Regions from separate parts of the Mus musculus genome. Here all the other regions are linked to region 1. A link is a contact called in public Hi-C, HiChIP or PLAC-seq and promoter capture Hi-C data. All regions are on one chromosome and are shown on one strand. The core of a region is the stretch at or near the end of the contact, and the rest is flanking DNA. Distances in the headings are between cores, read along the strand shown.

Region 1 (6,260 bases), core at 2,373-4,872:
ACCACACAGTCTTTACACCCACCATGCTCCACCTCCCCTGCTTCCTAGCATCTCTGTATCCTGAGTTGGGGACAGGGAACCTAAAGACCTCAGGACGACAGAACTTGTGACATGCCTAGGACCATGTTGAACTGACTGTTTGTAAATACAGAAGCAACACGATAAAAAAAAATCTTTTTTTTTTCCTTCTTTCCTAAAAAGTCTCACCATCCTTCTAGCCAATCAGCGGCGAGGACACAACCTCAAAGAGAATTAGAATGCAGCAACCATAAAGAATAGAGAAGGAGGGAGACGATACTCTAGAAAGGAAGAAAAGCATTAAAATTCTCAAAGGAAGTCCTGGAAAACCAGACATCCCTAAAATGGCGCGGGGATGTGACTTGATTGTTTGCGTGAAGCCTTGGGTTCTATCCCCAGCATGGCATAAATGGGGCTTCGTGGTCTCAGCACTCAGGAGGAAGAGGCCAGAAGATCCCAAGCTCAAGAGCATCTTTGGCTACATAGCAAGTTCAAGCAGGACAAGCTGGTCTGTCAGAATCACTGTCTCAGAAAACAAACAAGCAGGCAAGCAAAAGAGCTGATGCTAGAGTCTGCTAGAGCCAATGCAGAATTGGTTCTTTTGTTGAAACAGTGCAATTAGAACTTTACAAACTGCAAGAAACAGCTGATCCAGGTTAGAGCTGCTCTCTATGACAACTGACTAGCGGGTAAGGTTTTGAAATTAATGGATGCATTTCACAGGCAATAGCAATAAACTTGTGATGATCATGTGTTTCTGGGGTTAATCTCTGGGGGTTCTTTTAACAGGTCCAAGACTGGAAACAGAGCAGGATAGTTGTAACTGTCAGGCAAGGGCCTTTATTTTCACTGATTCTTTAGCCTCAGTTTATACCGTGCCAATAATTTCATCTCCCTGGAGGGTCTTTTCACAAGCAGTGGTTAATTAAGAAGCTTTTGGGGTCTGGCTTTAGGCAGAATTTTATTATCTACTAAGAAAAGAACACAGAAGGCTTGTAAAAACCTAAGACTTAATAAAAACATAGAACAGTATAGATATTTAATGAAGGTGAGGTATATAATACCACGTTTACACTCACAAAAAATTATTAAGATAGGGCTGAAGAGTTAAGAGTGTTTGCTGCTAGCCGGGTATGGTGGCACACGCCTTTAATCCCAGCACTTGGGAGGCAGAGGCAGGCAGATTTATGAGTTCGAGGCTAGCCTGGTCTACAGAGTGAGTTCCAGGACAGCCAGGGCCACACAAAACAAACAAATCACAGCAAAAGCTAAATATGTGTGTGTATCCTCACGAAATACAATCACCATCATTTAGCTTTTATCATCTCTATGATGGGGGTGGGGTGGGGGGGTGGGGGGTTGGCAGTGGTGTGGGAGAGAAGGAGAGGGCTCCAGAGCTTCTGGATTGACTGGGTGCCCTAGGCAAGAGGAGGGTCCTTTTCTTTGTCAACGAAACAGGCAAAGGAAGGTTTCAGATGCAAATGGCTTTGACTTTGATGGGTGAACAGAGGGCAGGAGTCTGTGAGTGATCTCCATTTTATCTGAATAGCTGTGTGTGACAGAGCTCCTTTCAGCCTGCAGGATGGCCTCTCCCCAGCACAGATTTCCAACAGTTACTTAATTACTATAGGGCAAGGAATAAACAACACATTTATTTTGCTTGAATGATGTCAGATAGTTCTAAATTGAGCAAAATCTCCCGCACTTAGAAAAGAAATCTCGGTGCTGGAAGTTGGCTCAGCAGCTGAGGGCACTCTGGAGGGCTCTTCCCAGCCTGATCTACATATCGGGTTCTGGGTCAGCCAGGGCTACATACTAAAAAAGAAAGAGAGAAAGAAAGAAAGAAAGAAAGAAAGAAAGAAAGAAAGAAAGAAAGGAAGGAAGGAAGAAAGAAAAGAAGGGAGGGAGGGAGAGAGAGAGAAAGAAAGAAAGAAAGAAAGAAAGGAAGGAAGGAAGGAAGAAAGAGGGAGAGAGAAAGAAAGAAAGAGGAGAGAACTTGTAAGTGAAAACATTTGAGAAACTGAATCATAGAAATAAAATAGGTATTAGTGCCAATGAGATTGTGAGACCCCGACTTAGAGCGTTTCTACCTGGAAGGTAAGGCCCCTGGACGTTCCCCAAACTTGTTTTCCCTGATCTCTAAAAATGCAGCCAGAAAGAAGCTCTTTGTTCTCTATAGCCAGCAAAACGCCTTTTTTGTTTTTGAGCCTTACAGCCAGAGATGCGATAATTGTAGGAAGACCTACAAGGACATGGAGATAGACGACGCTGGAGAGGAGGCTGCAGCTCATCACCCCCCCCCCCCCCCCCCCCCCCCCCCCCCCCCGCCAGAAAGAAAAGGAGCTGTAGCCAACTCTCCTCCCAACTCCTCCCAACTCTTCCCAACTCCTCCCAATTCCTCAGCTAGCCCCCTACTGTCACCACTCAGGGTCGAACTCCCCTGCCCTACATGGCAGAGGGACTTTGTCCTCAGCTAGCTGATAATAAAACCTCTTGCAGTTTGCATCAGGTGTGGTTTTCTCTCGGGCCACTGGGGTGCTGGCCAGCTCATCCCGGGACTTGAGCGGAGGCCCAGCTTCGGGGGTCTTACAAGATAATGTCAGTAGACAAATGAGTGTGTTAATGTATATAAACACATGAATACATACGTGTCATGCCACTGTGTGTACTTCTGTCTTCATAAAGAAGATGTCCCTATCTATCTGGCCTCAGACTGGTTGAATTTCTTTAACCGTTTGAAGAGGTCACAATGCGGCACAGAGCGTTCCTGTTGAGGAGGCCTCTTGGTGCTTCTTGTATTACATTGTATGTTTTCTTTTTTAAGGTATCACATGGTCTCTGAGCCACATAGTAGGTATGGGAATGTCTTCCTGTTCTCCTAAACTTAATTCATTTTTCTTGTAGAGAACACAGTAGATTATGTTATGCAGTGGGCACTCAAGTGCAGATACCTGACACCCAGTAGGTGCTCTGAAAATATTTGTTAAGTAGACTGTGGTAATTCCAAGAATTAACAAAACTGGGCCAGTGAGATGGCTCAATGAGGATAAGAGCTTGCTGCCAGAGCCTGGCCTTCTGATTTAGATCTCAGGAATCTAAGGAGGGAAGGAGGGAGCCAGTTTCTGCAGTTGTCCTCTGATCTTCCCATGTGGGTAGCAGAAACACACACACACACAAACACACTAACACAGCAATAATTTTTTAAGTTAGCAAAATTTCAAAATATTCTATATTTATTCTCAGCCTCAAATAATGAAAATCTACACATTTCTAATTAGTGTTTTAAGGACACATATATCTGCAATAAAACTTCCTAGTTGCATATTCTGAGCAGTGTTTGTAATTTGGGTAATTTGCCTTCAAAACAGATATATATTTTGTTTTTCCGCCAGCATCTGTCTGACACTTGCTATGTCTTTCTAGCCATCGCTCTGGAAGATTTCTTCTTTTAGGACTAAATCAAACCTGGAAACTCCAGTAAACCTGGGAGGACTGTGCGAACGCGTGAGTTTTGACCCTAGTGCCGCCCCGTAGTCTTCTGGCGGGACCTTTGAAAAAGCGTGCTTCTTACACACCGCGGCGGTTACTGCGAGTGTTGGCGGGAGGGAGCTGTTCCTGCATTTTCTGGAGCGAGTCTTCTGACTGCTTTTAGTTAGAACTCCAGTGCCCCTCGGCGGGCCGCGGCCTTTGAAAATGCGCGCGCCCTAAACGCTGCGGCGGTTACGCTGTTGGCGGGAGGGAGCTGAGCCTGCACTTTCCGGACTAGGTGTCCAGACAGCTTTGAGCCAGCCCGTCACTTTCACCTTTTTACCCGAGCGTGCGAGCGTGGTAAGGGAAAGCCTGGCCGACTCGAAGGTGGTTGGCAGACTGGGGGTCAGGGGTGGAGCATCGAGGACCTGAGGGGAGGGTCGCGGACGGGAGGGACGGGGACGAGAGGGAGGCTGCCTCCACTGGAGGACCTGGAGGAGATCTGCGGGGAAGAACAGCAAACTGAGGGTACACAGCGGCTAGGGGAGGACCCAGGGAGATAGTGGATGGAGAATAGGGGAACCCCTTGGAGCCATCGCACACCTCCAAGCCCCTGACCCTGAGCTCCTTTATCGCGGAAAGTTTGGGGGTTCAGGGAGAAAGTCACTCCCTTCCCCATGAAGGAGGAGGGGGGTGGGGGTGGGGGGAGGATTTCTCTGCTTTTAAGGTGAGGCCACAGTAGAAAAGTGGCCTGTGGTAGGGCAGTGACTCATTGGGTACAGTCTGTGCCCAGCATGCATGCAGCCCTGGGATCCATCTTCAGGACCCCAAAACCTGGAAGCAGTAGTGAGTGCCTGGGGTCCCAGTAACTAGGGAATGGAGACCAAAGAAAGGACAGGGAATATGGCTGTGGGTAGAGTTTTATACATGGGATTACTGGTATTAAAAAAAATATGTTTACATGCTTATATGAAAATTCATAGTGAAACTCGAAATCATGTAGAGTTAGCATATGCTAATAAAAAGATACTTTTGAAAAGCCAAGCAGTGCTAATATTATAAAGTTATGGGTGGGGGACGCTGGAGTCTTGATTCATTGGTTAGAGCCTGCAGGGCTTTTGCAAAGGCCCTGAGCTGGTTGCCAGCACCCATGTGGAGTGGCTCACAAACAACTACATGTCATTCCAGAGGAGGCCATCCTTCACTTCAGGCTCCTGTACTGTTGTGCATAGACCACCCACCCCTGCCACACACACATAGGTGATGGAAGGTGTATAATGAAAAGTCAAATCTTTTTTTTGTTTTGTTTTGTTTTTTCGAGATAGGGTTTCTCTGTGTAGCCCAGGCTGCCCTGGAACTCACTCTGTAGACCAGGCTGGCCTTGAACTTAGAAATTCACCTGCCTCTGACTGGAGTACTGGGATTAACGGTGTGCGCCACCACGCCCCTGGGAAAAGTCAAATCTTAAATAAGCAGTTCTCATGGTAACCAAGCATGTGACCTCAGTGCTTGGGGATTGAAGCAGGAGTATGTCGTGTTGGATGTCAGCTTGGTGTACACAGCCAGTTCAGGGTAGTCTAAGTAATGGGGAGACCCACATAAATGGGGCTTAGAAAGCCCATCAATAGATGCCCCAGCTCTGTCAGATGTGCCCTTTGAACCCCAAGCCTAAAGGTGATATGGGTTAAAGAAAGTATAGTTATTTAACAATTAATGCCTATGGAATGTATATGCAGATCTACGACAGTATAGACTAAGGCTCTATCTCAGCCAGGAAAGAAAAGTCCCATTAGACAACTGAGCTGGGCGGGACGTAGGATATTTTGGTACAAACAGGGTAAGTGGAAGAGAGGCATTTTTGAGTGTCCAGAATATGAGGGAATGCTGAAATGTTTAAGCCTAGGTATTTTTTTGTTGTTGTTGTTGTTTTGTTTTTTGTTTTTTTGAGACAGGGTTTCTCTGTGTAGCCCTGGCTGTCCTGGAACTCACTTTGTAGACCAGGCTGGCCTCGAACTCAGAAATCCACCTGCCTCTGCCTCCCAAGTCCTAGGATTAAAGGCGTGCTCCACCACTGCCCGGCTAAACCTAGGTATTTTAATCTTTGAAAAACACACTGTGCCCTTTGTATCCAGTCCTCAAGCTGTGGTGGCAAGGACAGTCTCCAGGCTGCTCTTTGCCAAGGATTTTGCACGAGACCCTTTCTCATCTAGCAGCCCAGCTTTAATCCCACTGCTGTAGATAAGCCCACAGGGTCATGTCTTCAGCTCTGTTCCAGATCTGTATTTGCCTGCCTGTTCGACCTTTCCACCAAGATGTCTAATAAAGCGTCCAAAAATGAGCTCCCAATCTCCAGAACCCTCTTTCGTTTTTTCATTTGTTTGTCGCCACAGTTAAGCCATCAGGAAATAATGGCCGTTTCTGGACAGCTCTAGACATGCGCCATCAATGGAATCTGTGTGTGGCTTTCTCTGTCTGGTTTCTTTCACCTGGCATGTTTTCCTGGCTCATTTGTGTTGTACAGTAGCAAGCTTGTTACTTTTTGCTCTGCATTCAGCATCTAGTGGGTACTTCTGTTGTCTGTCTGGACTATTAGAATAACGCTGCTTATATGCATGGGTTTCTGTTTTTGTTTTGTTTGTAGCAAGGTCTCCCTGTTGCCCAGGTCGGTCTTAGCCTCCCGAGTGCTGGTATTACAGGTGTGCATATAGGGCTGTCTTAAAGGATGATGAGACGTTTGTAACTGGTGGGAAGTATGAGAGGGAGACATAGTATTT
Region 2 (6,373 bases), core at 2,795-5,294, 1.2 Mb before region 1:
AAAAGGACGTGAGTTTTAAAGCCTGTCTCCAGTGACACACTTCCTCCAACAAGACCACATCACCAAAACCTCCCCAAACAGCACCACCAACTGGACACCAAATATTCAAATATATGAGCCCACAGGGGACATTTTCATATAAGCCACCACATTTGTCCAAAAGGTCAACTCAACACCCACGTATACACAGACAACCTTACAGCATAAATACATACATACACACACACACACACACACACACACACACACGGGAAGGGGTGGATATGACATAAATATATTGTAGTTATGTATGAAATTCTAAAAGTTGAACAATTACATTGTCATTGTTTGTTCTTGCTTTGCCTTGTGAGATCTGAAGCTGTTAGAAGGGCTGTCCAGATGGAGGGGCTGTTGAATGGGCTGCACAGGGGCCAGCTAGCAGAACCTCATTGCCATGGAGTGGGGTGAAAGAGAATCTGAAGGCTGCCACAGACCTGTGCCAGTGGAGTACGGAACTGTGACTGCAGACAGACAAATAGTACCGTAGGCACAGTCAGCGCCAGGAATTTTCATGGCAGAGTTGTGATTCTTTCTCACAGGAGCTTACTATGTAGACCAGGCTAGCCTCGAACTCATTGAGCTTTGATTCTTGAAAGAATGAAGGAACAGGTGGTGAGGGGAAATGGCTCTTCAGGTTGAATGTTGATGAATTAAAGAAGAAAAAATGTAAGCCAGGTGGTGCACATCTACTCCCAGCCCTCGGGAGGCAGAGGCAGGTGTATCTCTGAGTTTGAGGCCAGCCTGGTCTACAGATCGAGTTCCAGGACATCTAGGGTGACACACAGAATCCCTATCTCAGGGGTGGGGGGAGTGGAATGCAAAACAGAGCTGTTTGTGTTTTCTGGGGATCGAACAATTTGTATGCAGACTTTGTTTCTGCTTCGAGAGGTTGCAGAATACAGCGGGTGGTTGCTGACAGCATGGCTTCACCTGAATGTTACTCTGCTTTACATCCTCAGTGTAGAGGCAATAACATTAACTGCTCCATCCAGTCTGTGTGAGAATTAAACAGGCTCAGAGATGTAAAGGGCTTAGGGTAGCGGCTGGCATGAAGTAGGTATTCGGTTAGTACCATCAGGTCAAAGATGACCATGAAGAAACAGACTGGGAGCATAGTGAGGCAGCCCTTTAATCCTAGCAGTTGGGAGCAGCTGGGAGATGGGTTGCTGTTAGTATAAGGTCAGCCTGGTCGACATAGTGAGTTCTAGGACAGCCAGAGCTTCATAGTGAGACCCTGTCTCAAAAGCAAAACAAACAAACCCCTCAAAAGAAAGAAATAAACAGAAGGAGTAAGGAAAGTCCCTCAGCATCAGAAACTGCCACATGAATGGAACAAATAGAAAACAAGAAGTCAGTCTCAGATTAGATAGATCTGCAAAATCCAGGGGGTAAAATGAGTCTCTCCTAGCCGCAGTTAACTGATAATATCTCACATCTATTTTCAACCTCTACAGAACACCTACCCCATCCAAGGTTGTCCATTTACAAAACAAAAGCACAGAGTGCTTTTTCTCTCTTCTCTTCCCATTCCCCTCCAAGGTGACTAGGCAGAAACCAGGGCTTTCCCTCCTCTTGGCAACCCACTGCACCCCCCGCCCCCCAGCACGCTAACTTGAACAGCTCCAGTTTCGGTTTATCTGGCTGTGGAGCCCCTGGGGCTCTCCAGGCTGCAGGTTGTAACCTGCAGCTAGCTGTCTTTCCTCTCTCACCTGTCGCTGGGTGGTGACTTACAGGCCTTAAGAATCTTCTGCATCTTCACTGAGGATCAAGAGACCTTGAGTCCAAAGGGAGACTAACCACAATTCCTCAGGGCCTTTGTCCTGAATTTCCATGTAAATAAAATTTCCTGTTGAAACTTCTTAACCTTCTTTTTTCTTATCTCACTGCCCCAGTTTAAAAAGCTAGAGTGGGGCTGGGCATTGAAGCTCACATCTGTAGTCCCAGTAGTTGGGAGGCTGAGGTAGGAGCTTGGAGCCTAGACTCGTCTCAATTTATGGCAATCTTCCTGCTTCGGTTTGCTGAGTGCTGGGATTATAGTATGTCCAGTGCTATTCCTGTTTGATTTAGTGTTACTAACATATAGTAAGGGTCATTAATGCACCCCAAATCTGACTTTTGTGTTGGCTAAACAGAACATGTTTGTAGGATAGACTTGGTGCACAAACCACCAACCAGCAGTCTCTGTGAGGCTGATAAACAGTATTTACACTTTGGTTTCATTGACTCACACGATAAATGTCACTGCAGGTTGGGTGACACAGGGTCTCCACTTTACACATTAAAAAAGATGAAATTTGAGTGGCCAAATAAGTTGACCGTGACCACAGGTTGGCAAATGAGTGGGATTTGAGTTAAGTTTGTTTCCATAACCCAAGGTTATGACTCAGAGGATGCAGAGGCTGTGGTCAAGGTTGAATGCATCCATTTATCCTGAAGGATAAGTCAGTAAAGAAACAAGAGGGGGACAAGGCAGTCAGAGAAAATCATCAAAATCAAGGATCAAACCCAGAGGTCTTAAAAAGGAGAGGAAGAGGTTTTCAGATGAAGGGTCAGTTCTTGGACACCGTAGTCTCAATACAGATTGCTAGAGTTTAAGAGTCCTGCAGAATCGAGGTGAGGCGAGGTGCAAACCTTTAGCTCCAGCACTTAGAAGGCAGAAGCAGATGGATCTCTGAAGTGGAGACCAGTCTGTCTACTGAGTGAGTTTACAGACCAGCTAGGGCTAGATACAGAGGCAGGCGAGAGAGGCCTCAGGTCTGTTATTCCAGCTACTTGAGAGGGTGAGACAGGAAGATTGCAAGTAAAAAGCTAATTTGAGCAACTCATGTGGACCTCTATCAAAACCCAAAGCACAGGGGCTGGAGAGCTGGCTCACTGGGCTCTATTCTCTGCCCCTATGTGGTGGCTCGCAACTCTCTGTAATTCTAGGTCCAGGGGATCGGATGCCCTCTTCTGAATTCAGCACAGGCATACAGATATACATTCAGGCAAACATCCATAAACATAAAAAAAGAAGAGAAAAAGAAGTAAAAAAACAAAACAAAACAAACCCCAAAAACCCCACCCATCCAATGAAAAACTATAACAAAACTCCAAACAGGGCCATTGAGATGGTTCAGTGGGTAAATGTTCTGGCTTGCTAGCCAGATAACTGAATTCCATCCCTAGGACCCACAGGGTAGATAGAAGGAGAGAACTGACTCTTGAAAGTTGTCTTTTGACACATGCTCCCACATGTGTACACACACACACACATCCAATAAATAAATAAATAAATAACAAGTACATTACACAGAAGGGGAAAGGCCCAGCACCAACAAGGCAGTGTATGTATTTTCCCAGCTCACTAGCCCATTCCTATTCTTAGAAGTGCCTTTTCTTTCTTTCTTTTTCTTTTTTCTTTTTTTGAGACAGGGTTTCTCTTTATATTCCTGGCTATACTGGATCTCATGCTATAGACCAGACTGGCCTCAAACTCAACAGCGATCAGCCTATTTTTGCTTCCCAAGTGCTGGGGTTAAAGGCCTGTGACACCATGGCCAGTTGGCTTTCTCTTTCTTAATAAACTATCTCTACTTTTATTATCTCAAAAAATAATAAAAGGAAGGCTGGGAATATAACTCAAGGATAGAGCGCTTGCCTACCATTCATAAAGTGCTAATTTTAATGTCCAGAAAACTCTCCACACGCACACAAAAGAGAAGTTAGGTGTTGCGGGATGGACAGGGAAAATCCTGCAACAGATAGGAAGGAAGGAAGAGAGAGGAAGAAGTAAAGAAAGAGAAGGAAAAGAAAGGAGAGGGAGGTACAGGAACAGCGGCACAATTGTAAAACGGCGACAGATGACTACAAGTTCCAGAGAGCGGCGCGCGAATTTTCCCGCCAGCGCCTCGGCCTGACTTGTGGGAACTACACATCCCAGCATGCCCCGGGACGCACCGGTCCTCGCCCCTCGTCGGTCCCGCCCCCTTTTCCCCCACAGCCCCCGCCCGCCGGGTTGGCCTCGGAGAGTTTGTCCGGTGGCCGAGGTAGACGGAGGTGCAGTGAGAACCCCGGCGGTAGCACGATGGGAGACTCCAAAGTGAAAGTGGCGGTACGGGTCCGGCCAATGAACCGACGAGGTGAGCGCTTGTCCCGGGCCGGGGGCGACAGGTGCCTGTGGTGGTAGAGCTTCGGCGTCCCGGGGGTCTCGGCGGGCTCCCTTCAGCGCGCGTGCGCCCTCGACGGCGCGGTCGGGCCCTCAGCCCTCCGCCCCGCCAGCTGTCACCGAGCTCTCCAGGCCTGGGGCAGCTCCGGCCTCGCAGTCCTCCTGTGTACGCAGCTCTTAGGGCGGACAGCCCTACTTTTCGATTTTCCACGTTCTCCCTTGAACCTGCACCTTGTGGCTGTTTGCAGAAAAGGAAGGACATGCATGCCTTCTTAGTTCTTTTCTGGTTTATGACTGTCGAGAGGTTTCCTTTTTTTCCTTTTGCTTGAAGTGATAGTCATCATCTCAACAATAAATAGTCTCAGTGCCAAGATTCTTGGGAAATTGTATCTTTCAGACATGCTCTGAAGTCTGTAGGGAGGGTAGAGAAAGTAGATAAACCCAGGACACGTAAATCATCTATCCAAGTTGGAAAGACTGAAGCCCAACTTGAATCCGGGGAGTAGCTGCTTTTTGCCTCTGTAGCTTCACCAGAGGGTGACTGGGCAGGGTACTTAAAATGAGGTGATGTGTTTGAAAACACTTTCTAGACAAGTCTTGTTATTGAGGTTGCTGCCGCGCTCCCGGGAGATGGAATTGCTGCTAATTGATTTAGACTACTGACTAGCTAGAGCCATTATTAAGTGCAGGAGTCATTTTCCAAGGTTTCTAGTTTGTTTTACTGTGTTTAAAGTCTAGTGTGTAGGAAATAGTTTTTCTGTCTCCTTGCCCTTTTGTGTATGTATTGAGGTAAGTAGGTGTAAAAGTTAACAAAGATTTCTCTGGTTGGTTGTTCCTTGGGAACTTGGTGTCTCTGTTTTCTTGTCGTTGGTTTGCCTACTTGAACCTGCTGAAGTCTATGAGGCAAGCTTTTCCCCTGAAGACGGAACTTTTTAAGCTCTCAGCTCATTGCCTCCTAACATCCAGGTTCTCACAAAACAGAGTGAGTAGCTTAGAAGTCTGAAAGTTTTCAGTTCTCCCATTTTTTGAGTATCCAGACATCTTTATTTTAGATCACTTCACCTCATTGTGATCATTACTGCGATTAAAAAAAAACTAAAGAAAAAAAGAAAACAGCCAAATGAAATCCGACATATCTGGGAATGATTCGGAAAGGAAGGGTTCAGCACATTCTTAAAATTTCCTTTTTGCAAAACCCTTGGAAATGTCAGTGCTGAAGGAGGCCTCTAACCAGCCACCACAGCAGGGTTTGGCACAGATAGTTAGAGCCGGACTCTTCCTTGTTTTCTCTTACTGGGAGGAAGCTACTGTCTTTAATTTGCTATGCTTGTAATTCTGACAGTGGCTGTTACTAATGCTCAGAGTTTTGAGATATTCGTTGAATGATTTCTAGCTGTTCCTTGTATTCCTTCCTTTCTCTTTCTTTCCTATTTTTGAGACTGGGTCTCTGTACATAGCCCTGGAACTCATTATGTAGACCAAGCTGGCCTCAGATTCATAGAAATATGCCTGCCTCTGCCCAGATCTTTGGTGCTGGGATTAAAGGCATTCGCCACAACACCTGACCCTTCTTTTCTTTTTAAAACTTAGGTGCTAAGGATCTGAACTCTGGTCCTCACTTGGTTTTCATCCATTAAACCATCTGAGTTCAACCAACCACCCAGGCATCTCCCCAGTCCTATTTTTTTTTTTTTTTTCATTTATTTAGAGGCAGTCTCTGTGTAGACCAGGGTGGCCTGGGACTTGCAGTCATCTTCCTCCCTCAGCCTCCTGAGTGCATTGCAGGGGTGCACCAACCACTCCTGGCTGAACTCACTTTAAAATGAATGTTTACAGTTTGGCCCCATTGTCCAGTGGCAGCTGCCCCGTAGTCTCTTTGCTTACTCTGTCTTCTGTTTCTAGTGCTCATCATAGATAATTTCTTCATCTACAGGTTATTATGCAATATAATAGAGAGGAATCTTAAAGCTTGTTATTTCTGAGTTGGCATCTTGAATTCCTATGAAAAGGGAGTAACAAAATTGAGCTCCTTTTTGCTGAGTTTGAAAAGAATTCTATTTAAGCATTGCTTCTGGGGAATGTAGTGTTTTAAGGGATAGCATGTGGCTGTCAAGTAGTTGGGTCTAGTCCTGAGTGCTCCTGACTCAGTGTGTATGTGCGGGAAGTGTCCTGAGGATTGACATGGAG
Region 3 (6,222 bases), core at 1,370-3,869, 1.2 Mb after region 1:
CGGACAGACAAACCCTCTGCCATGATCCTTGAACTAAAGATAAAAATCCCAAGCCAGAGATAATCTGTATGTGTTTCAGCTGCTGTTTTCCACAGTTGTGGAACTGCGGCCAGCAAAGTGCTTAGAGTTATCAGCAATTAGGATGGTTTTAGATGTCTGAGTAAGTTGTTTTGCTCATCCAAAAAAAAAAAAAAAAAAAATCACTTGGAAGAATCAATAAAGTTTGTTTTGTTCAATCCAGGGTTGTGTACTAAACTTTAAAAAGCAAACAAAGGCCAGGCAGTGGTGGCACACCCCTTTAATCCTAGCACTTGGGAGGCAGAGGCAGGCAGATCTCTCTGCCTCTGCCTCTGCCTCCCAAGTGCTGAGGTCAGCTTGGTCTACAGAGTGAGTTCCAGGACCGCCAGGGCTACACAGAGAAACCTTGTCTCGAAAAAAAAAACAAAACAAAACAAAACAACAACAACAACAACAAAGCAAGCAAAGTAAGAGGCAAGGACAATAATTAAACCTGGCACCATCGAGCTTTCAGTAACTTTTAAAAGTACAGCTTAATTAGCCCAAGTACAATACTTTTTATCTAGCAGATTTCCCAAAGTAACATCTGGTATCATCTATAGGCTGGAGGGTCTCCAAGAGCCATTGAGAAAACTAAGGAAGAAGCTGGCTGGTCCATGACAAACACCTCCCAGGTCTGTGAGACTTAGGAATAAACAAACATAGCTCAACCCTTTTCAGTTCTGTTGTTAATAAAGAATCCAAGAAAAATGAAAATCCCTTTGAATTTTCCAGACATCTAAGCAGTAAGAAGACGCTGAGCACAACTAACTCATAAAGGCCCAGGCGGAAGATACTCATATATAAGCATGCCAAAAACAAGGGAAGGCTCCCGAAAGCACCCATGGGCCTCAAAAAAGAGCCACAGCTTCTGGAAATAACATGAAGCATGTATTTCTTTAGTCTTTTCATTTCCAAAAATGTATGCTAAAGATGGGTAAAAATTTTAAATTCTGAATTATGTGATTATGAGTAAAATTTAAGGACACACTTGACTAGATCTTTGTAAAAGCCGGCATTTTAGAGAAGTTATCAAATATTGCTTATCAAAATATGGGGCAGGGACAGAGTCTTAAAATTCCTGAATTCTTTGTTCCTTATTTTTTGGTTTTGTTGTTTTCTGACACAAAGTTTTATTCTGGGGACCACGCTTACTACACTTCCCTAGTGCTTGAATGACAGGCAAGTGGCACCACACCTGGCTAAAATACCCAAACGCTCCTGCCACTATCCTCTAGACTCAGTAACAGCTCTTCCCTAAACCGTTCTGGCCACCCTGGAAGCCATCCCTCTTATGAAAGACACTGCCTGACCTTTAAGCATACAAATGGCTTTTAAAGAACTTCATCTGGCCCTGTGACAACTACCACCACCCACTACCTCTTTCATTAAGACATGAAATCCAAACAGAAAGGTTGGGCAAGAAGGTCCGGCGATCTCACAACAACAGCGGACACTCTGGGGACAAGATGTCTGTTTGACTGCAACTGGATCCTGACCATCAACTTTCAATTGCTAGTACCTGTGGCCTGCGTCTGTTGTGTTGTTTACTGTATTTCCTGAAGTTCACTGCAGATTTGGCTGAAATGGACGTGATCCTAGGGCATGTGCTGGGCACCCAATCCATTTAACATAAGAAACAGCACTTGAAAAGTTACTAGTATGGTGGCTGCCGCCTGTCACCCAAGAACTTGGGAAAGTGGAAAGTAGGAGGGATCAGGTCACTCAGCAACACAACGAGTGAGGCCAGCCTGGGCTACATGAGAAGCTCTCTCAAAAAAAAAAAAAAAGAAAGAAAAAGAAAAGAAAAAGCAGTAAAATATGAATTCAAGGTTAACAGCAACAAAAAACTCACTTGAGAAACTTGGGAATTTTCAGACTAAAAAAAAAAAAAAAGATAAATGTCAGGGGCGGAGCAAGCACCCTGCACGAAACTCCGATGACCCCCTGGACCGGCGTGTGGTAGGAGGCGAGCTCCGCAAGCACACCTGCGCGGCCGCACGTCCACCCGCCACGCCCGACCGGTCGCGTCCATCCCCCGGTGTCCCCGCCGCACGTCCCATGCTCCCCCTCCGCTGGCCAGCCTCCGCTTGCCACCCCGAGTTGCGTGCGCCTCCGGCTCCCGACGCCCACCGCGACCCTAAACCTCGGCGCCCAAGGCGCAGGCCGCGAGCCAGCGCCGAGCGCCTGCTCCTAACCGGAGCGCGCCGCTGTCAGTCATACGCACAATCTCGGTCCCAACCAATGAGCTGTCGTCTGCTCCCGCCCACTCCCCCACCACCACCACCAACCCCCCCCCCCCGCCCGCACGGCGGCGGCCGAGCGGCTCCTCCTCCCCCATCCCTCCGCTGAGCCCGGCGGCCCCGTGCTCACTGTTGAGGCCAGCGGGCGGCGGCAGGGGCTGCTCCCCTTCCTCGCAGTTGTTGTTGTTGTTGTGCAAGGGCGGCGGCGGCTCGACTAAGTGAGACATGGTCTGGAGACTGGAAGCGGCACGGCCGCAGGACGACAGTATCCGGCTCTCGAGCAGCAACACAACAAGTCGAGTTCCCCCGCCCCCTTTTCTGCGTCTGCGCAGTCCCTCCCTTCGTGACGTCAGGGCCCTCCCGGACCATGTGATGACAACACAGGCAGCTGGACGGCGGGGTCGGAGCCCAGGATAGGGGGCGTGACCAGGCCGGGCTGGGCGGGGCATTCGCGAGCTGCTCGGGACGTGCGGGTGCGGAAGTCGAGCTGATACGGGCGCCAGGAAAGAATTCCTGCGAGTCAGTCGCAATAGCCGGAAGGGCTGAGCTAGGAAGTTGGCATTGGATTGAGATTAGGGAGGAGTGTGCAGCCCGGAAGCGCGCGGGGCCTGAATGGAACCCCTCCCACGCCTGCAGTATCCACTTAAGAACTCACCCGTGGCTTTAAAGAAGCAGAAAACCCCAGTTCCTCCCCTTAGTGAAACATCCATTTGTGCCTCCCACAGAATACCGTGGGAGGTACCTTGGAGCTAATCACCTTGTTGGAATTTATAACATTTTAATTGCAAAGGTAACATGTAATCACGGTTTAAAAAAAAAATCAATGGCTGGGCGTGGCGCACACTTGTTATTTCAGCTCTTTCTAAGACTGAGGCAGGAGGATTTCGAGTTCCCTGCAGCCTACGCTATCGAGCGACCCATTGCCTTCAAAAACAAATTAAAAGGGAAAAGAAAATACAGATTTACCCAAACCCTGGTTGTTATCTATCTCTGTAAATGCCCTACCTCCTGTACGCTGGTTGCTGACTCTGTTAATGTTCCTAAATACTCCTACGTCGTATCTTTGTCAAGTTTCCTTGACCCGATTTTTGTATAATGTTTTTCTCAATATTGTACTTGCCTTTTAACTTTGCTTTAATTGCAGTTGTTGAATTTTCATGTAATTGTCTTTTTTAAAAATATGGTCTGAGATACCCAAACACGGAAATACTAAATCTAGGACCAGCCAGTGAGATGGTTCTGCCGGTAAAGGCGCTTGCTGAGTAAACCTGCAGACTGAGTTCATTGCCCGGAGCTCCCGGTAGATGGGAAGAAAGCTAACAAAGTTGCCTTCTGACCTCCACCAATGCACCGTGGCATATGCCCTCCCCCTCTAAATCATAAATACAGGCACACACAATAAGTCTTTGTCACTTTGAATTGACATCCAAAAACATGATCTGGAGGGATAGCTTGGGGGGTTAAGCACACTGGCTGCTCTTGCAAAGGACTCAGGTTTGGTTCAAAACACCCACATGACAGCTCGTTCACAGGGCACTCAATGCTGTCTTCCGGCATCTGAGGGCATGAGAAACCCGCATGGTACACAGACATACGTGCAGGCAAACATCCACATGCATTTATAAAACCCCAATTCTCTGGTGAGATGACTCCGGTTAAAGGCTGGGCTGCAGCCCAGAGTTATATACTGAGTTCAATCTCTGGGGCTCACATAGTACAAGGAGAGAACCTACCCCACAAACTGTCCTTGGACCTCCACATGTACACAGTGCCATACACACATAAATAGTGATAAAAATCATCTCTTAGGCCTCCCACATACAGTGTTATATTTATAAAGGCATAATGCAGGTATAAAAACATTCCTCTGGGTCTTCTCATTTTATGTCTAAGTACTTCATGTACCTGAGACTGACTTAACATATAGTGCAAAGTAGGCAAAATAGACCACTCATCTTATTCTCTGACCTCCACAGGCATGCCTCCTCTCAAATACGTAAATAGAAAATTAAAGCAAAAAGACAGATTTTTCAAAAGATCCAACTAGGAATGAAAAGAAACACGCCTCATATTGAGAATGTACTCTTTGGAGCATACTCTGTAAGAATCTTATATCCAGACTAGAAACACTGGGAGCAGGCAAACAAACTGGGTCACATTGTTCTGTTTCTTTCAGACTCTGTATGAACCTTTTATTTGCGTGTATGTGTGTGCATGGGTGGATGCATGTGTACAATCTCCATGACTTGCACCCCCCAAGGCAAGAAGATTGACTGGATTCCTCTGGAACTGGGATCACAGATGGCTATGATACACCATGTAGGTGCCACAGGAGATCCTGAGCCATGGCTCTGGCCCCACCCGAACCTTTTTGATAGTGTGGCTTGCAGTCTAGGCTGGCCTGGGACCCTGCATTGCTTGAGCATGACTTTGGATTCCTCACCCTTTCCTTGTTTCGAGGCTGTTGTGATTACAGGTGTGCACCACCACACCCAACCTAGGTCACCATTTCCTTTCTTTCTTAAATGGATAAAAGTGAAAAGCCAGTTTTTGTTCAATTAGAGATGTGAAAACATGGCTGATAGCCGGGCGGTGGTGGCACCCACCTTTAATCCCAGCACTCAGGAGGCAGAGGCAGGCGGACTTCTGAGTTTGAGGCCAGCTTGGTCTACAAAGTGAGTTCCAGAACAGCTAGGGCTAGAGAAACCCTGTCTCAAATAAACAAACAAACAAACAAAAATACCACCCCCCCCCCAAAAAAAAGAAAGAAGATGGTTGATATAATCATGATTCAAGGTTTTGTTATTTTGGAAATAATTTTTAAAAAATATTTATTTATTATTATACATAAGTACACTGTAGCTGTCTTCAGACACCAGAGGAGGGCATCAGATCTCATTACGGGTGATTGTGAGCCAACATGTGGTTGCTGAGATTTGAACTCAGGACCTTTGGAAGAGCAGCCAGTGCTCTTACCCACTGAGCCATCTGGTCAGCCCTTGGAACGCATTTTTGTCATCATGTCCCAGATCTGTAATGTCCCTATCCCATAAGGTACTAATTCTGGCTGTAGGGCTGTACACTAATAGTTTTTACACTGAGACTGGGATGATTATTAATTTCTACTTGCAAAATAAAAACAAAAATCAAAACCAGGAACTGGCTATGGAAAATCCACACAAGTGTGGCTATGTAGACAAGAAAATCCTCTTTATAGATAATACTTGAAAGTCACCCACCAGCACACACTTGGAAGACAGAGAAGCAAGAACGTCAGTTCAAGACTACCCTTTGAGCTGGGCGGTGGTGGCACACACCTTTAATCTCAGCACTTGGGAGGCAGAGGCAGGTGGATTTCTGAGTTCGAGGCCAGCCTGGTCTACAAAATGAGTTGCAGGACAGCCAGGGCTATACAGAGAAATCCTGTCTCGAAAAACCAAAAAAAAAAAAAAGAAAGAAAAAAAAAAAAAAGACTACCCTTTATCTCAAAACAAAATCCTCAACATGGGAATCAGGGGGAAATAGGAAGGCATTACGCTTACATAGGATGAACCCAGTTCCTCTAGAAAAACAGGCCTAAGGACGTTTGAGTGAACATTCTCTCGCCTTAAGCGCTTTTTAACTGTCCAGAGAATCGTATTTACACACCTTGCTGTTAACTCTGCACAAGTGTGCGTGAAGTCTTTGGTCTTGTAACAAGGTTTATCAGATCTGCCTTTGCAAGGGAAGAATGGTAAGTAAGTCCTTTCTCAGAGAGCCTGGTGCATTCAAACAGGCGTTGGATGTCTATCACGGGTCTCAAACAGTCCCCTAGTGGGAACTCGCTCAAACCGGTTGCTGGTCCTATTTCTAAATATTTTTATGCCAGTTAAACTTCCTGCTTGAAGGATTCTTTGTAGAATTCAAAGTTTTTGGTTGTCTA
Region 4 (6,696 bases), core at 2,384-4,883, 1.4 Mb before region 1:
AGCCTTTCCTTTCTTGGCTGCCCCTCCCAAGCTTCCTCAAGCGTACAGACTGTTAGCTTGCACCTTGTCCACGCAGGAGTCAGCACACTGATCTGACCTGGCCTTTGCAGCTCCTGCATCCTGGCAATCTCTCTGTTCCTAGAGATGCCCCATCTTTTCTGCCTGCGTGCTGCACCCTTGAGGCTGACCCATCATTCATTTAACTAGTCCCTGTTGATGGGCACCTGTGACGCTTCCAATCTCCCTGCTGCAGATGAAGCTCCAGCCAACAGCCTGGTGCAGTCCTCATTTGGCGTGTGTGTGAGCAAATCTGGAAGGCAAATTCCCAGAAATTGAATTCCTGAGTTCGAAGGTAAATGTGCATTTAAATTTTTGGTAGATGCAGCCAAATTCCCTTCCATAAGAGTGGAGCCGGCTGACACCATCTAACAACACACAAGAGTGCATGCTTGCCTCTCTCTCTCTCTCTCTCTCTCTCTCTTCCCGACAGAATGGATCATTGTTTCTGGATTTTTGCCAGTTTGAAAAAGGAAAACTGGTATTTGCATTTCCTCATTGAGTGAACTTGAACATTTTTATATGTTTAAAAATCAACTATACTTTCTTTGGGGACAAAGTGTTCAAAACCCCTGCCTGATTTGTAATCTCTGCAGCACTTTTCTTACAAAATTCTAGAAGCTTCTAATCTAACGGGGAAGCTAGTCCTTGCCTTTTGGTACATGCTGCTGTGCCCTAGGCTGTTTTCTAATTTTGCTTGTGGGTTTTTTTTTTAATTATTTAATGTGTATGAGTGTTTTATCTACATGTAAGTCTCTGCACTGTGCAAGAAGATGCCAGAAAAAGGTGTCAGATCCCTTGGAACTGAAGTTGTAAGTGAGTCACCATGTAAGTGCTGGGAACTTAACTCAGGTTCACTGAAAGAACAGCAAGTGCTCTTAATTACTGAGCCATCTCTCCGGCCCCCACACAGACTTTTAATTAATCTAGTTACCAGTCTCTTGATTTTCTAGCTGTGGATGCAAAGGCCTTCCTCACACTACAATTATTTCCCATACTCAATTCTCCCCCACCCCACTCTTAACTGAAGAGAGCACAGGTGGAATTATATGCTGGTAATCCTGGCACTCAGGAGACCGCAGCAAAAACTACTGAGAGTTCAAAGCCAGCATGGGTTACACAGTGAGTTCAAAACCAACCTGGGATGCACATTAAAATTATATCAAAAGCAACATATATGCATGCATTCATACATACAACATGGGAAGAGTGGTTATATCAGAAACTCTAGAACATAGTGCTTCTACCAGGCCCACTGTGTGCTACCATGTAAGCAGGAACCAGTCACCCAAACCTGCTCATGTTTCCATCCATTCGAGGTGGCCCAGAGGAAAGAAAAATTTAAAAGCCTTGAAGGTTTGAATCTTGCCTTCTTGCAGAATGTAAATCTGCCACCAGGCTGCAGCTGATAAAAGGGTACAGCCATCTTAGAGAATGCAAAGAGGGAAAGTCTGAAGCTGAGATGGCGGGTTTAGCTCCAAAGGCATCTGATGACAGTGCATGGCTGGGACTAGGCAAAGCAATACTAAACAGATGGGCCTTGTCACCTAAGAGGGGGCTCCACTGGCCACAGGGCTCTTGAGAGAACGGGGTACAGATAACAACAAGACTCAATAGATCATATAGAGACATGAGGAGAGCAGAGGCTGCAATAGAGAAGGATACAACTTCCCAACTAGGAAATATAAAGACTTTCATATTCATCATGGTCACCAAAACTTATAAGACGTAGTGAGGCACAGTGTTGCTGGAACCAAAGGCAACCCTAAGCAACTCCTCTAGCTTCCCTTCTCTCAGTTACTTTAGATCCCTCCCTACCAGAGACCCTCCAGCCTGCCATGTGACTGGGCGACATGACACCCATGCTCCTCTTATACTTGACTTTTAAAAAATCATTAAGTTTGGAGGCTGTGCAGCTGTGTAACCTATCAGAAGTCTCCCTCCATCTCTGCTGCAGATAACCCCTGGGACGTGTCTGTGGCTTTCACTGTATTTATGGTTCAAAGGAAACTCAGCGTCAAAAACTCCATGTTGTATTCAACTGTATTTCTACTTTGCACTCAAGGAATGTTTGTTTGAACTGAGTAGCACAAGGTTAATGGCTTAGCAAAATCTCCTAGCCTCTCCTCTCCCCTTTCAAGTCTGAAGAGATCAAGATAAGATATTTCCACTGTCCACAGAAGTATCCAGTAGCCTTGTGATTACGGGTCAGGTCAACGGATCGCTGGCCTCCAGGTTTATGACGCCTAACTCCAAACTAGAAAGATACCTAGAGGCCTATAATTTGTCAGCTCCTGCCCTAAACCCCTCTCCTCAACCCTCTCTGCCTGAAGATAAATGGAGCCTGAAAAAAAAAAAAAAAAAAAACAGTTTACCTGGCCACCTTCTTCTGGTTTTGCTAACTTACCAAATAAGTCATTCTCTTTGTCCCCACTCTTTCTAAAATATTCAGGTCCCTTTCCAAGTGGAAAGCACATGAACTTGGATTCTGTACTGGGAACAGTGAGAACCTTTCAGGAACGAATACTCCCAAGAGTGGGGGGTTAGAAACATTACAATAGGGCTGACAAGGTAAAAGGTCAACAAGAACTACAATCCGATTTCAACTCCTAGGTCCTAAGTGGTGCAAGGAGAAAACTGAGTCACACAGGTAATCAGCTGATCTTCTCACGTGCGCCTGGGGCTTAAGGGAGCACACACAGACACCTCTTAGAGGCTTCATCCATAGCACGTGGAGTTTCTGCAAACGGGGGAGACAACCCAGCATGCCCTTGAAATAACTACAAACTGGGGAGGGTTCTTGCAACCAGCTCTGGCCGAAAATTACACTTCAAAACCTAAGTTCCCAGCGTTGTTAGGTCTGCCTCCAGCGCTTCCATGAACTGGCACCGCTAGACGCTCCTAGAGGCCTAGGTGAAAAGGAAGACTAAGGCTGGGCTCCCACCAGACTCCACTAGCCCCAAATACGGAGCTGCAGACCAGCAAACGGGCTGGGTCGATCCCAACGCTAAAGTCTTTCAGAGCGAGACTCAAACAAAGAGAAGCACGCAGGCAGGAGACTGCCCAGCTGAGCTCCCGCCCTTCCCGGGCTGGGGGGCGGGAGAACTGGGGGGAGGGGGGGATTCGCTGCTTCTTTGCGCACGCGTAGACTCCGACCTGGGACCCACCCGCGGTCCCGCACGTCTTCTTCCGGGAGGGCGCTGTGCGCAGGCTCCACGCGCATGCTCAGCAGCCGTGCCACCTTACCTGTTACAGGGATCGGCTCGGTGCGTCCCGGCAAGGCTTCCTCTGCGGAGATGACTTTCGAAGCTGAGTCGCCCATCCTCCGTACCGGGTTGGCGCTAGAGAGGAGCTGGAGAGCCCTTCTAGAGGCGGAGAGCATGGGCGGCGTGTCCGTCTCGCGGGGCAGACCTCCAGGCCTGGCTGTCTCTGAGGGACAAAGTTCCCAGAGTACGTGAAGCCGCGCGGGCCAAAATTGATGCTGGCTGGGCGCCACCGCGGGAGGTCAGAGTTGCTGCCGTTTCTCCACCTCCGCAGCCAGGGTTCCGGGTGCGATGTACTCACTCAACCACAAAGTAGAAAAGGGAAATCAATGTGTGTGCATAAAAAGGCAGCGAGCTAGAAGAAAGGCAGACCTATAAGAGGATGGCTAGATGGACAGCTAGGAAATTTGTCTATTTCTATCGGAACCATCTTGATAAGTCACATCGATCCAAAGTGAAACCAAAGCACAATTCTCAACACCACAAAGGATCAAGTACTCAACATGAAATATAAACATATAGTGTGTGTACGTGTATAAATGTATAAATACATTCTTCAGCGCATCTCACAGCCCATAAAGTAAACAATGTAGGCACAAATACATTGTTAAACGCTTTATGTGAATGAAGTTAATGGTGAAGTTGGACCAGACGGACTTCAGAAATTATGAGAGAATATTCCTAAACTGAATCTCTAGCCTTAATCTTTAGGTGGCTAGGACCAGATGAGTGATTTCAGAGGTCCTGTATGAGATTTTTGATTTACACACTGCCAAAATGGGCGGGTAGTCTCACATGAAGGAAGGAACTGAGGATTAGCGCCCACAGGGATTTGAAGCTTTGAAGCTAAGCTTCTCCGTGGGTTTAGTTACCACTTTGTGTTCATGTGGGACTGTAATATAAGGACTAGGATTAGTGTACTGCATAGAATGTTGCCAGACACACAACGTTAAACAGATTAAGGTGTTTGTCTTATAATGTAAAAGTCTCCTGGGCCAACTTGTTCTCAACAGTTTACTTGTGGCTTGCTTTTGCTGTGACATTATGCCAAGCAGGTTCTTTCTACGAGGCCTTGCCTGAAACCATCCCAAGATCCAAGATGTCCCGTCCAGGCTTGAAGAGGGCCTGGTCACTAAAAAAAAATGTGTTAAAAAAAATTGTACTTGTAATTTACTGCCCTTTGACACACAGTGACTTGCTTTTTCTGTTTTGTGGTTGACAGAACAAGGGTCATGCAAGAAAAACTTCGTAACTAAATACTGTGTAACGGAAGAATTTGTAATGTTAAGGGAAACTGCTTGTGTAATGTTAGGTATCCCAGAACCACAGTCCATAATATTTAGTATGTAAGATATATATATATATATATATATACACACACACACACACACACATTTCTACTTACCTACCAAGGGGAAATGAGTTTAAAAAAATAAAGTAAAAGCATTGTTTAGAGTTTTATTATTCAGAGTAGTGGGTCTCTTACTAAAGTTTCTTTCCTGCCTTGTGGTCCTAGAAATCCAACTCAAAACACCAAGCTTGGTGGCAGGCACTTTTACCTGCTGAGCCATCTCTCTGGCCCCACTTTAAACATTTTGAGGGTTCTGTGTACACTGTTTAAATGTTTTCAATGATCCTAATGGTTGTACTATACTCATGCAAGCATTTTGAAAGAAAGAAGCATCTCAATTTCTTTAAAGTTTCCTTCATACAAGTTTAACCTTATTTAACAAACTAGCTGTGTTGGCTGAGTTGTTTCCTGGCTTGTTTGTTGATTACAAAGTCTCTCTCTGTAGCCGTGGCATGGAATTCAAAGACCCACCTGCCTCTGCCTCCTAAATCCTGGGATTAAAGCTGTGGCTACCATATCAAACCTCTGAGATTTGTTTTTTGAGGAGAGAAAATAATTATGCTATTTTCAGGACTAAGCATTGCTTTTCCTTTAGACTCCAACAACTTCCTTCTGAGCCAGCCTCCATATTTACTGTCACGTGCTGTAATTACATCCTAATTACACTCAGGCTTCTGGCAAGTTCTAACAATTTATATCCTTCAAGATACGGTGTTCACATTCTCTTGGGCAACAACAAAGAATCTCAGAACACAGCAGGTTCAAGAAAGTAGATTATTTCTCCTAAGGATGTCACTCTAGAAGAAAACGGTCTTCCACTAAGCAGGACCCTGGCTCTTCTTCGATAGTGAGTGAGCTAAAAAGAGAGCTCAGTCATGCTCATTCTTCTGGGCCTCAGTCTAGACCCAGAACCTACACAAAAATTCTGGGCGTGGCAGCACACTCGCTATAGATAAGGGTGCAGCATAAACTGGACCATGCCATGGGTAGAATGAAGGGTTTATTGGCAAGCAAACTAACCAAGGTGTCTTGGCACAGGGCAGAGAGCCAAACAAACCAGCAGAAAAGCAGGTGTTATGTGACAACAAGCTGTCTTATCTGGGTTACCTGGGTTGATTGGGAACTAGGAGCCTTTGCCTGAGGTAGTTGACTTTGGGAAAAGATTAAAGGTGGTTCCTGGCAAACGGGACCTTCATTAGATCTGATTTTCTAGTAAACAGAAACCTGCCTTTAAGCTTGTTGACCTGGTAACAATCCTACTGCTTACCTTGCCGAAGTCCTTCTGTAGGACAGTCATCAACACTGCCATTTTGGGGTGCCACTTTGGACCTAACACTCATAACCTAAGCACTGGGGAGGCAGAAACAGGAAGATTTCTGAGGCTTACTACCCAGCCAATTTAGTTAGCTTACTTGGTGAGCTCCAAGCCAGGAGGCCCTATCTCAAAAACAAACAAACAAACAAACAAATACAATAAACACAATAAATACAGTACATCCAAGGAATGGAGAAATGATATCAAGTGTTGAATTCTGATCTCAACAAGCATACAATCAAATGAACCACACAACAACAGGAAAAACTAGCATGATGGTGCAAGTCTGTAACCCCAGTATTTGGGAAGTGGAGGTACCTTAGTTAGGGTTTCTATTACTGTCAAGAGACACCGTGCCTGAGGCAACTCTTATAAAGGAAAATTTTAACTGGGACTGGCTTACAATTTCAGAGGTTTAGTCATTGATCATCATGGTAGGAAACATGGCAGCATCCAGGCAGACATGGTGCTAGAGAGGTAGCTGAGAGTTCTACATCTTGATCCACAGGCAGCAGAAGGAGACTGCATTCCATACTTGAGCATAAGAGACCTCAAAGCCCATTCTCACAGGATACACTTACTCCACCAAGGCCACACCTCCTAGTAGTGCTACTCCCCATGAACCAAGCATTCAAACACATGACTCTACGGGGAACGAAACATACCTATTCAAACTATCACAGGAGGCAAGAGTGCAAGGCTGGCCTCAG

The links. Promoter capture Hi-C pulls out the DNA fragments that hold promoters and counts their contacts. A called contact is a pair of places that touch in the nucleus more often than the background predicts. HiChIP or PLAC-seq counts read pairs in DNA pulled down with a chosen protein or histone mark.
Region 2: a contact with region 1 is called in a Hi-C map of erythroblasts, with 7 times the contacts expected there. The contact joins the promoter of Kif13b here to the promoter of Pbk in region 1. A contact is called at or near these places in 1 of 39 promoter capture datasets (stem cell-derived epiblast-like cells), 1 of 484 Hi-C or Micro-C datasets (erythroblasts) and 2 of 115 datasets of contacts at active chromatin or transcription factors (embryonic stem cells and pancreatic cancer cells).
Region 3: a contact with region 1 is called in an H3K27ac HiChIP or PLAC-seq map of extraembryonic endoderm stem cells, with 7 times the contacts expected there. The contact joins the promoter of Bnip3l here to the promoter of Pbk in region 1. A contact is called at or near these places in 2 of 39 promoter capture datasets (erythroid cells and pre-B cells) and 1 of 115 datasets of contacts at active chromatin or transcription factors (extraembryonic endoderm stem cells).
Region 4: a promoter capture Hi-C map of pre-B cells shows a contact between it and region 1, with 2.4 times the contacts expected there. The contact joins the promoter of Msra here to the promoter of Pbk in region 1. A contact is called at or near these places in 2 of 39 promoter capture datasets (the C10 cell line and pre-B cells).

The regions. Positions count from the first base shown.
Region 1 is chr14:65,802,289-65,808,548 of GRCm38.p6, forward strand. Pbk (PDZ binding kinase) reads left to right here and starts at 3,623. Exons shown (of 8, transcript NM_023209.2): 1 at 3,623-3,846.
Region 2 is chr14:64,648,497-64,654,869 of GRCm38.p6, forward strand. It overlaps Kif13b (kinesin family member 13B), which reads left to right and starts at 4,045. Exons shown (of 40, transcript NM_001081177.2): 1 at 4,045-4,160. The coding sequence starts at 4,106.
Region 3 is chr14:67,006,258-67,012,479 of GRCm38.p6, forward strand. Bnip3l (BCL2/adenovirus E1B interacting protein 3-like) reads right to left here and starts at 2,620. Exons shown (of 6, transcript NM_009761.3): 1 at 2,431-2,620. The coding sequence starts at 2,527.
Region 4 is chr14:64,437,407-64,444,102 of GRCm38.p6, forward strand. Msra (methionine sulfoxide reductase A) reads right to left here and starts at 3,634. Exons shown (of 6, transcript NM_001253712.1): 1 at 3,304-3,634. The coding sequence starts at 3,439.